2 separate regions of the Rattus norvegicus genome follow, and region 2 is linked to region 1. The links are chromatin contacts, called in public Hi-C maps. All regions are on one chromosome and are shown on one strand. Each heading gives the region's core, a stretch centred on a gene start, on an enhancer-like site or on the middle of the called end of the contact. The rest is flanking DNA. Distances are from core to core; before and after follow the strand shown. Region 1 has its middle 100 kb from the start of Fut8. Region 2 holds the start of Fut8 (fucosyltransferase 8).

Evidence for each region. Hi-C and Micro-C count contacts between places; a contact is called where the count stands out from the background.
Region 2: a contact with region 1 is called in a Hi-C map of the A7r5 cell line, with 2.2 times the contacts expected there. The contact joins the promoter of Fut8 here to the enhancer-like site in region 1. A contact is called at or near these places in 2 of 12 Hi-C or Micro-C datasets (the A7r5 cell line and psoas muscle).

The regions. Positions count from the first base shown.
Region 1 is chr6:101,578,870-101,583,076 of GRCr8, forward strand. No RefSeq gene overlaps it. Among named protein-coding and RNA genes, the nearest start is that of Fut8, 100 kb to the right of the region's middle. Within about 2 kb of position 2,947, at least 6 of the 93 cell types and tissues checked have an H3K27ac peak or open chromatin away from gene starts, as enhancers often do. A contact at or near this core is called in the A7r5 cell line, where this site is marked.
Region 2 is chr6:101,680,735-101,685,090 of GRCr8, forward strand. Fut8 (fucosyltransferase 8) reads left to right here and starts at 2,554. Exons shown (of 12, transcript NM_001412189.1): 1 at 2,554-2,742.

The sequences.
Region 1 (4,207 bases), core at 1,697-4,196:
GAGCTGAGGTGGATGTGCTAGGAATCCAAGTTATCTCAAGCCTCAGAATTACTTGTTTCCTTATGTAACCCTGTAGCCAAGGTCAGACTAGAGCAGAAGCAATGTAAGGACTATACCTTTAGGAAACCTTACATAAACATGGATTTTGTTTATTTTGTTCTTTAGTGAGTATCGAGAATCTAGTAGAATATCTTGAAATCTAGTAGGTGTGCCACTACTCATGTTAAGTAAATGTGTTGACTAAATAAAGCATTACAGTACAGTGGAGAGTACCAAGGGAAAAAAGGAGGTCCAGGTTCGAACTTCTCAGGCTGTGTGACCACTTATAAGTTCCTTTCCCTCTCTGACCTCTTTCTTCCTTATTGGTAGAATGAGCCTATTATTACCTGTCTCTTGTGTTATCGAGAGATACTTATGACTGATGTAAACTACTGATACTATTAGGGTTTTTTTTTTAATTAGTTTAATAAGAGACTTAAACAAAGGAACCTAAAGAAGGAATATGATTTTGGTCTCGGGTGTTTTGGTCTGTCGTGATAAGGGATGAAGTATGGTGGGGTAGAGAAGTTCACATCACGATGTCGAAGAAGAGGAAGAGGAGGAGGAGAAGGAAGAAGACGAAGAAGAGGAGGAGGAAGAAGAAGAAGAGAGAGAGATTTAGGAAGGAGCCTGCACAAGATCTAGCTACAAGGTCAGGCCCCCACTGACCCACCTCCATGTAGGCCACACCCTCTAAGATTTCCAGCCTCTTCCCAAATAGCCCCACTGCCACCTGAGGACCTCAACTTGTGGGGACATTTTATATTCAAACCCTGAGAACCACCCAGTACATTGTGGCTATTGGTGGCTTTAGCCTGCCTGCAGACAGTCCTTTCCAAGTTCCCCTTAGACACCTTTGCAAGTCACCAAAGGCTTCTTGGCTACAAGACTTCTGTTGGATTTCCCATCAACCTCCCCTGCTCTCTCTCTCTCTCCCTCCCTCCCTCCCTCCCCTCCCCTCCCCCTCCTTGTCTGATGCTGAGGTTTCAATCACCACTTTGCAGGACCTACCATGTAGGGTGTTAGTGTCTCCAGCTGATTGGTGGCATCTGATGGCATTTCTTCCTATTCAAACCCAGTGATATCAATGCCGAGCCAACAGTCTGGGCCACTGTTGCAGTCAGTGCATAGGGACATTAGGTATTGGCCAGAGGCACCTACTATGGCCCATTAAAGTCACCCAGTGTCTCTCTGTTAGCTCACTTGACAGAGCCTCTTCTGAAGAGACTCCAGCTGCTGAAGTCTCCCTAGAGTGTCATATCCCACATGGTTCCACAAACAGAACAACATCACCATCCGCAGAGCTTCTCTTGTCCCCATGGTACCTGTAGACTCTTGGCATCTCCTGGAAGTGTCTAGGACTGCTTCAGCACTGCAGTGCTCAAGCCCCTGCCCGCCCCCAGATGGCTGGGATTTACTTGCATCCATAGATGGAAAACAAAGAGGTTCATACCAGGTGTTTCTGAAAACCATTCCTTCCCTCGAAAGTCAAGGGCATTTTTATCAGCCGCAATTTGCACCTGCCAGTTTCCCTTCGTTCCCCTGAGTCTTTACTTTGGCTCCCTGGTCTCTCCTACAAATTGTCCTGACAGGACCTCCCTGCTGGCTCTCTCTCTCTATAACACCAGACAAGTCCAAGCCCCACCTAAAGTTAGTGCAGAGCCTTGTCCCATTTAAGAGGGAAATTTTGAGAGAGTTAAACTGAAAAGCATTTGCATTCTTGGGTTTTCCAAACCTGATCATCAGAAGACACAGAGATTACAAAACCAAGGTCTTCTCTGATAAATTAGGAAAACATCACTGATTAAGAGACTGAGGCAAAAGTGGGAGGCGCTGGCTTTTCAGACCAGGTGGGAGAAAAGTTCTTCAGAAACCAAACAAGGAGCTATTTGCAGAGTTTATGTCTAACATGCAAATTCTGATAAAGCTTGAAAATCAGAAGACCTGGTGGAGGCCCTTGGTGAGACCATGTAATAAAACAACATGTGCTACAAGCTTTTTATGGCCCGCCTCTAATGTTCAAACAATTCTGTGGTTGCCCCTCCTCTCTCCCCTACCACTGGATGAGGAGGAAAAGTTTCTAAAAGCAATCATAGTTTGGAACTCTTCGTTCGTTTGTTTTTTCAAAACAGGGTTTCTCTGTGCAGTTCTGGCTATCCTGGAACTCACTCTGTAGACCAGGCTGGCCTTGAACTCAGAGATCTGCCTGCAAAGGCATGCACCACCACTGTCTTGGGGCCAGTGTAAAACCTCTGTGGAATTAGTGGTTAAGGACCGAGGATAGAGCCACTGGTCCACACATGCCAGGCAAGTGCTCTACACCCACCCACAGTCCTAGTCCTGTAGTGTATGTAGTGCATAATCTTAATGTTTTAAGAGGGTAGCATCTTACAATCTAACAGGGTGTCTTACCTAATTGAAGTGTGACAAGAACTTATCCCCCTGTCCCCTTCCAGAGGCAGAGGAGAAAAGAAAGATGCAGAATCTGTATATATGATGAAAGACTGGGATTAAGACTGGAGAAAGTCCAAGACACAAAGAGAGGAGAGAGAGAGAGAGAGAGAGAGAGAGAGAGAGAGAGAGAGAGAGAGAGAGAGAACATCCATCTTTAAGTATGCTTGGCTGGACGCAGTTTGGTTCATGCTCTGCACACTCACTCCAGTGAGTGAGCTCTTGTCAAATCGGGGCTGAACTCTGCAACTAGGCTGACGTGGCAGGAGGATGTGGTCGGGGTTCTGTTTTCAAACATGGACTACTTGTTCTGTCCCTTGGGAGAGACAGCGTTTTTGACTCCTGGTCTGTCTGGGTAGCCCGCCTCTGTCTTTGGGTAGTTGGGGTGAGTGACTGCCTCCGGTGGGGTGGGGGAGATTCACACATGTTTGTTGTGTGCCAGTTACAAGAGGATTCGGGGCAGAGGTAACCTGGGGGCTGATGAGTCAATATTTCAGGGCTTGGCTAATCCTGTGGAAGCTCACAGCCAGGCTGATTTTACTTGGCTTCAGAGAATGTTCTGAGGACATTTTACCTAAAAACTGGCCGTGGCTCAACCTGCCACAAATGTAGGAGTGACTCCTGAACCAAGTCTGTCTAATGTCATTAGAACCCTTTCCTTTTAATTTTTTTTTTTTTTTTTTGCACAAAGTGGAAGTACTTAACATTTCTGGCCGTTCCCAACCTTGATTTTATTTGTGTTTTGTACAGTTATAACTTTCACTATAGTAAACTTCTGAGGGGGAGGGTTTCTACTTAAAGAGCAATATCATGGTCTCATGTAGTTCAGGCTAGCCTCCAACTCACTATATACCCAAAGATGACCTCTTACCTCCACATCCCCAATGCTGGGATTATAGGCATGGGCTTCTGTGGCTGATGCACACACACACAGACACACACACAGACACACACACAGACACACACACAGATACACACACAGACACACAGACACACACACACAGACACACAGACACACACACAGACACACAGACACACACACAGACACACAGACACACACACAGACACACACACAGACACACACACACACAGACACACACACACACACACACACACACACACACACACATTTACTGGTAGCCATCCACCTCAAGATGGAGTCAGATTGAGCAAGATTAGCATTGTTATTTCTCCCAAGAGACTGACTATGTAGAACAATGAACAGGACCACACCCTTGGCCAGTACTCGGCTTCCAAACATTAGCATTTGGTCAATAATTACCAGTTTCCCCGGATGAAACCAGATGACCCAAATATATTCTCCCCACCAATCCTGTCCCCAGGTACCCTCTTCTAGTCAGTTTGCCCCCAGTCTCCATGTAGAGCCATGCTCTAGCCAGAGAATAGCGGGAAGAGTTTCCTTTCAAAAGCACCATGAAGATCTCCACTTCTCAGTCCCACGGGTCTTCACCCAAACAGCGATGGTGACTGAATTCCTGGGTGTAGCTCCCTCTGTGTAGAACTCATTTGTTCTGGGTCTCATCAGAGTGGCTTTGTTGACATCCACCCTCCCGGCAGGGCTTCCTTCCCTCAGGTGGATATTGGACCTGAAGGAATGTCACAAGCAGACACTGAGCCCATGGGGGAAATCCTGTCAAGAGACTTAGCTTACACACGTCGCACACGCATAACCTTCCAGGCCTTGGGCCCTGTGTCT
Region 2 (4,356 bases), core at 1,304-3,803, 100 kb after region 1:
CCCCCCTCCCCCCATGCTGGGCTTGTATATGCACACACTGATTGATTTAAGACTGTAGTTTTGAAAGAGGCCTACATTTTTCAGAAGTTCATTACTGGTCTATAGCTGGATGTGTAAAGATTCATTTCTGCATGGCCGTTGCTTAGCTGACACTTCTAGTTCTGGGATGGTAGCTACATCTTGGGCATATCCTAGAAGGAGCTTTGAGAACAGTGTACTGTCACACTGAGCAGAGATCAGAATTGCTGAAGAACTACTTTCTCCCTGTATTTTAGAGTCATCAGTTTGGTGCTTTCTTACATACTATGCTGTCCTATAAAGATGGACCAAGTTCTTCACAAAATTTCTAGTGGGTTTTTTTTTTTTAAATAGGAAGTAGGTAGGATGCTTTGATTCCTAGAGTTTTAATATTTCTTAGGGGAAAATTAAAGCCAGAATAAAGGAGCAGAGAGTTTGAGGCACACATAAAGCTTTGACTGTGGAGATCTTCAAGTACTGCAAATGGTAACATATGTTAATTATCTAGAAATGTTTGTTATTTTCCCCTTGAAAACATTCAAGTCACACATACTTGTTAAAGTATTTATTTATTTATTTATTTATTTTTTTTCCTCGGAGCTGGGGATCGAACCCAGGGCCTTGCGCCTGCTAGGCAAGCGCTCTACCGCTGAGCTAAATCCCCAACCCTTAAAGTATTTTTTAAATGCTATGTTTAAGCCCCAAAGTAAACATTCCACCCCTGACTCCTAAAACTGTCGTAGGCTGTGGGTGCAGCCCAGGAGAAAATGCATCCTTTGCAAGCACATACTCACACAGAAGGAAAAATAATTCAGATTTTTGACTGTTGAAACTTTAGCCCTTAACCCATCTAAGTACAGTATAAACCTAAATTTTGTTTATTTCCAACAGAGTACACGACTCATACTCAGAACTGAGAGTCTCCGGGAAGGTATCTACACAATTAAGAAGTGACTACTGATTTGCTGAATGATGACACCCAAGCTTTCTGGTTAGAACATAGTTCTGACTTCACCAGAGTTTGTGTGACCTTCAATAAGTCACTGTGTTTCCTCTAAGATACTTTATTTTGAAGTGACATTAACCCAGTCACAGGTCTGGAAAAGCTTCTCAGGTGAGGAGCTGCTGAAGGCACAGACATTCCCCCTCCCCCCCTTTTTTGAAAGCACTGTCCTTATCATTTTTAGAAACACAGTTCCTGCTCTAGGATAAATATTGGGAATTTATGGGCGCTATTAGTTAGATTGCATTCTTGGCAGGCTACGACCTCTTTAATGTCTTTTGTGTGTCTTTTAATTCTTAGCATATAAAAGGCCGGCCCTGTTAACTCAGATACGTTTCCAAGGTATTTACTAATATGTATCTGTGCTGAGAGGAATGAATAATTGTCTTGAGGGCAGCTTTTCTACTCAGCCACCCGTTTGAGTCCTCAGGTTTTGGGATCTGGATCCCCAGGCTACAGGGAAGAGTTCTGCACGGGAAGCTCATCTTCCAGCACTCTGATTGGCCAGTTCTCACTCCACTCACTGGTTTTCCCGCTCTGATTGGCCCCGGTGGCACCCGGCCGGCGACTACTTTGTGTGCCCTGGCGGCGCGGCTGGGTCCTCCCGCTTAGCTCGCCCTCTAGGACGGTCTGAGGTAGTCCTTCGGCCCACGGCTCAGCATCGCGGGCATCAGGATCCCCGAGTGCGAGCGGGTAGGAAACATCCCTGGGAAAAGCCTCTCCCTCTCTTCTCCGTACTCAATAAACTTCCGCCTCCAAAGGGCTGAGGCAGCCGCGGCTAGGAATGGCCGGGCTTCGAACTCAGGCTCGGCAGGGTTCTTTCTCTTCTGGTGGAGACAGAGCCAACGGGTAGCCAGAACGCCCCGATCCGCGGTGCCATTGTGTGCTCGAACCTTAGCGGATGTGCAGCAGAGAGTACCCTGAAACTAGCACAGAACGGGGTGCGCCTCTGGGCGGTGGGCCCCGCGGGCCAGGGCAGGCAGGGAGCGCTGGTCCCCTCAGCCTCCGACCCTCAGGCGGCTTTCGTCTGTGTAGACGAAAGCCCGAGCACTCGCGCTGCCGCTGTCCGGCTGGAGCTCGGGTCCCGCCGTGGCCGGTGGATGCTGCAGCCCCGCTGTCCACCCGCACAGAGGAAGGGGACGGGGAGGAGCCTGTGCACATGCCAGGGTCGCTGGTGGAGGCCGCGGCCGGCGCATGCGCGCCCTCCCCCAGAAGGCTGGGACGCCGAGGGGCGCGCGCCCCTCTCCGCGCGTGCACGCTCGCTCGCTAGCGCCGGCCCGAGGCTTCCCCGCCTGCGCTCCGGGTCGGAGCCACTCAGGCGCGTGCGCGCGTGGTCTCGGGCCGACCCGAGTGGCCGGGTTCTCTGAGCTCCAGGCCCCCGCCGCCCCCTCCCGGCTCCCAGCCAACCCGTCCTTCCCTTTCCTCACGGAATGGGTCCGGCGCTGCTCGGGGTCGCGCGCCCTGGACCCGGCTCGCGCTCGGTCTCGCGCTGTCAGCCGCTGCCTGGCTCGCGCCGCCTTGCGCTTTCCCTCAGTCAGTGGCGCCGAAGGCTCCGTTAAGCGGCGGCCGCGGTTCCTGTTTCCGTTTCTTCCTCTCCCTTCAGTCGGGAGTAGCATCCTCCACCCCAGCACCCCTCCCACTCTCCCGGCGCGGCCAGCTGCAGCTGAAGGCAGCGGCTGTGGCGACGGGGGACGGCGCCGATCGCCTCGCTCCCGCCGCGGGTAAGGGGGCGTTAGGGAGCCGGGCCCCGCGCGCCGGGGACTCCAGGACGGGGCGGGCGCGGGCTCTGCGGAGCCTGGGCTCGAGGCGCTCCTTCGTCCTCCCGCCGATCCCGGGCCTGTTGCTGCAACTGCTGCAGCTGCTGCTCAGCCAGCGGCCCCGGGAAAAGTGGGGAGGGAGCCTCCGGGACGCTCCGGCGTTGCCTTGGCCCCTTGGGTGAGGGGCGCCGCGGCGTCGGGCATCCCAGGACTCGTGGGATGGGGGCGGGGTGGGAGGTGTCCAACAGCGGATCTCTGCACCTATCGCTCCTTGTCCCCGCAGCTGGGTCCCCGTGGTCAGACCGTGGGAAGGTGGGTTCCTTTGCTTTGCTTTGCTGTGTGGGCTTCTCAGGCTGGAAATCGGAGTGAACCTGTCCAAAGATGCGTTCTGGCGAGTGGCTGAGGCAGGGCAGTTAATGGCCTGGGTACCTCGGTATCCCCTCCCTTTGATCTGCGAATGACAAGCTGGAGGCTTTGGAGTGTCTCAACTTATTTGGGAAGGTTAAATGAGTCACATCAGTTCAGCGGAGGTCTGTCCTGCTGGAGTTGAGGTGGTTTTTTCGGCAGCACCTGTTCTCTGGTTGTGGGCTTTGGAATCCTCTGAGACGTATTTCTTAAGTTAAATGGCATTGTCATGGTTAGGGTTTAGCACCCTGGTGAGCTTTTAGCGCTTTTCCTTAAACGTCGAGGCCTTGGAGAAAAGCAAGGAAAGTAATGTCTTTTCCTTCTTGTGTCTAATTTTGCACGTTACTTTTAAGAAAACGCAAGAAGGTGAGCCCAGGAAAGCCATATCCTCCCGTAGATCACTCAGAACTTAAAGGTTTCAGGGAACAAATGCAACGCAAGTTTTTATCAGTTTAAGAGTTAAATGTATCACAAGTCACTGACTTAACTTAGCCTTTGCTCGGTAGAAACTCTTAAGTAGGTTTTATTTTAGTTGCCTTTTCTTCCTGGGGTTAAGTGCTTATTTATTTTCTTGATTAAAGTTCTGTTATATACATACTTCTTTAAAGGATATATCATATATAAAGTATTTAAGGGGAGATAGTATATACTGAAGCAAAGGAATAAGATGCTTCTTTTCTTTAAGGCAACATAGTCTCTGACAGCTGTACGCCCCTGTACATTGCTGTCCTTATGAAATAAATCTTAATTATAAATACTATAGTATTTTAACACACATATAGCATTTGAAATTGCAGGCTGAGTAAAAATGTAGGGAACAAGAGATGACTAGGCTGTAAGCGTACAAAGGTGGTTTGGAGGTTGGGGTTTTCAGTTTGCTGTTAGAAATCGAGAATTCTGTTTGAGTTCAAGAGCTGAACAGCTGGAATAAAACTTACGTAGATTGCAGGAACGTGCAGAAATGTCTTTGATCAGATAGTTAATATGAAGTGTGTCTTGTGATCTACTAGGAGAGTGATTCAGAATAACTTGAATATGACATACTAAAGACTGTATTTTAAGGATTTTTTTTTTTAAATCTAAAAGTCATTTGAGGTTGTTTTCTCTGCAAATCAGCTGTATTTAATATGTATAGAACTGAGACCAAGACAATCATCCTGATTCTATAAAGTG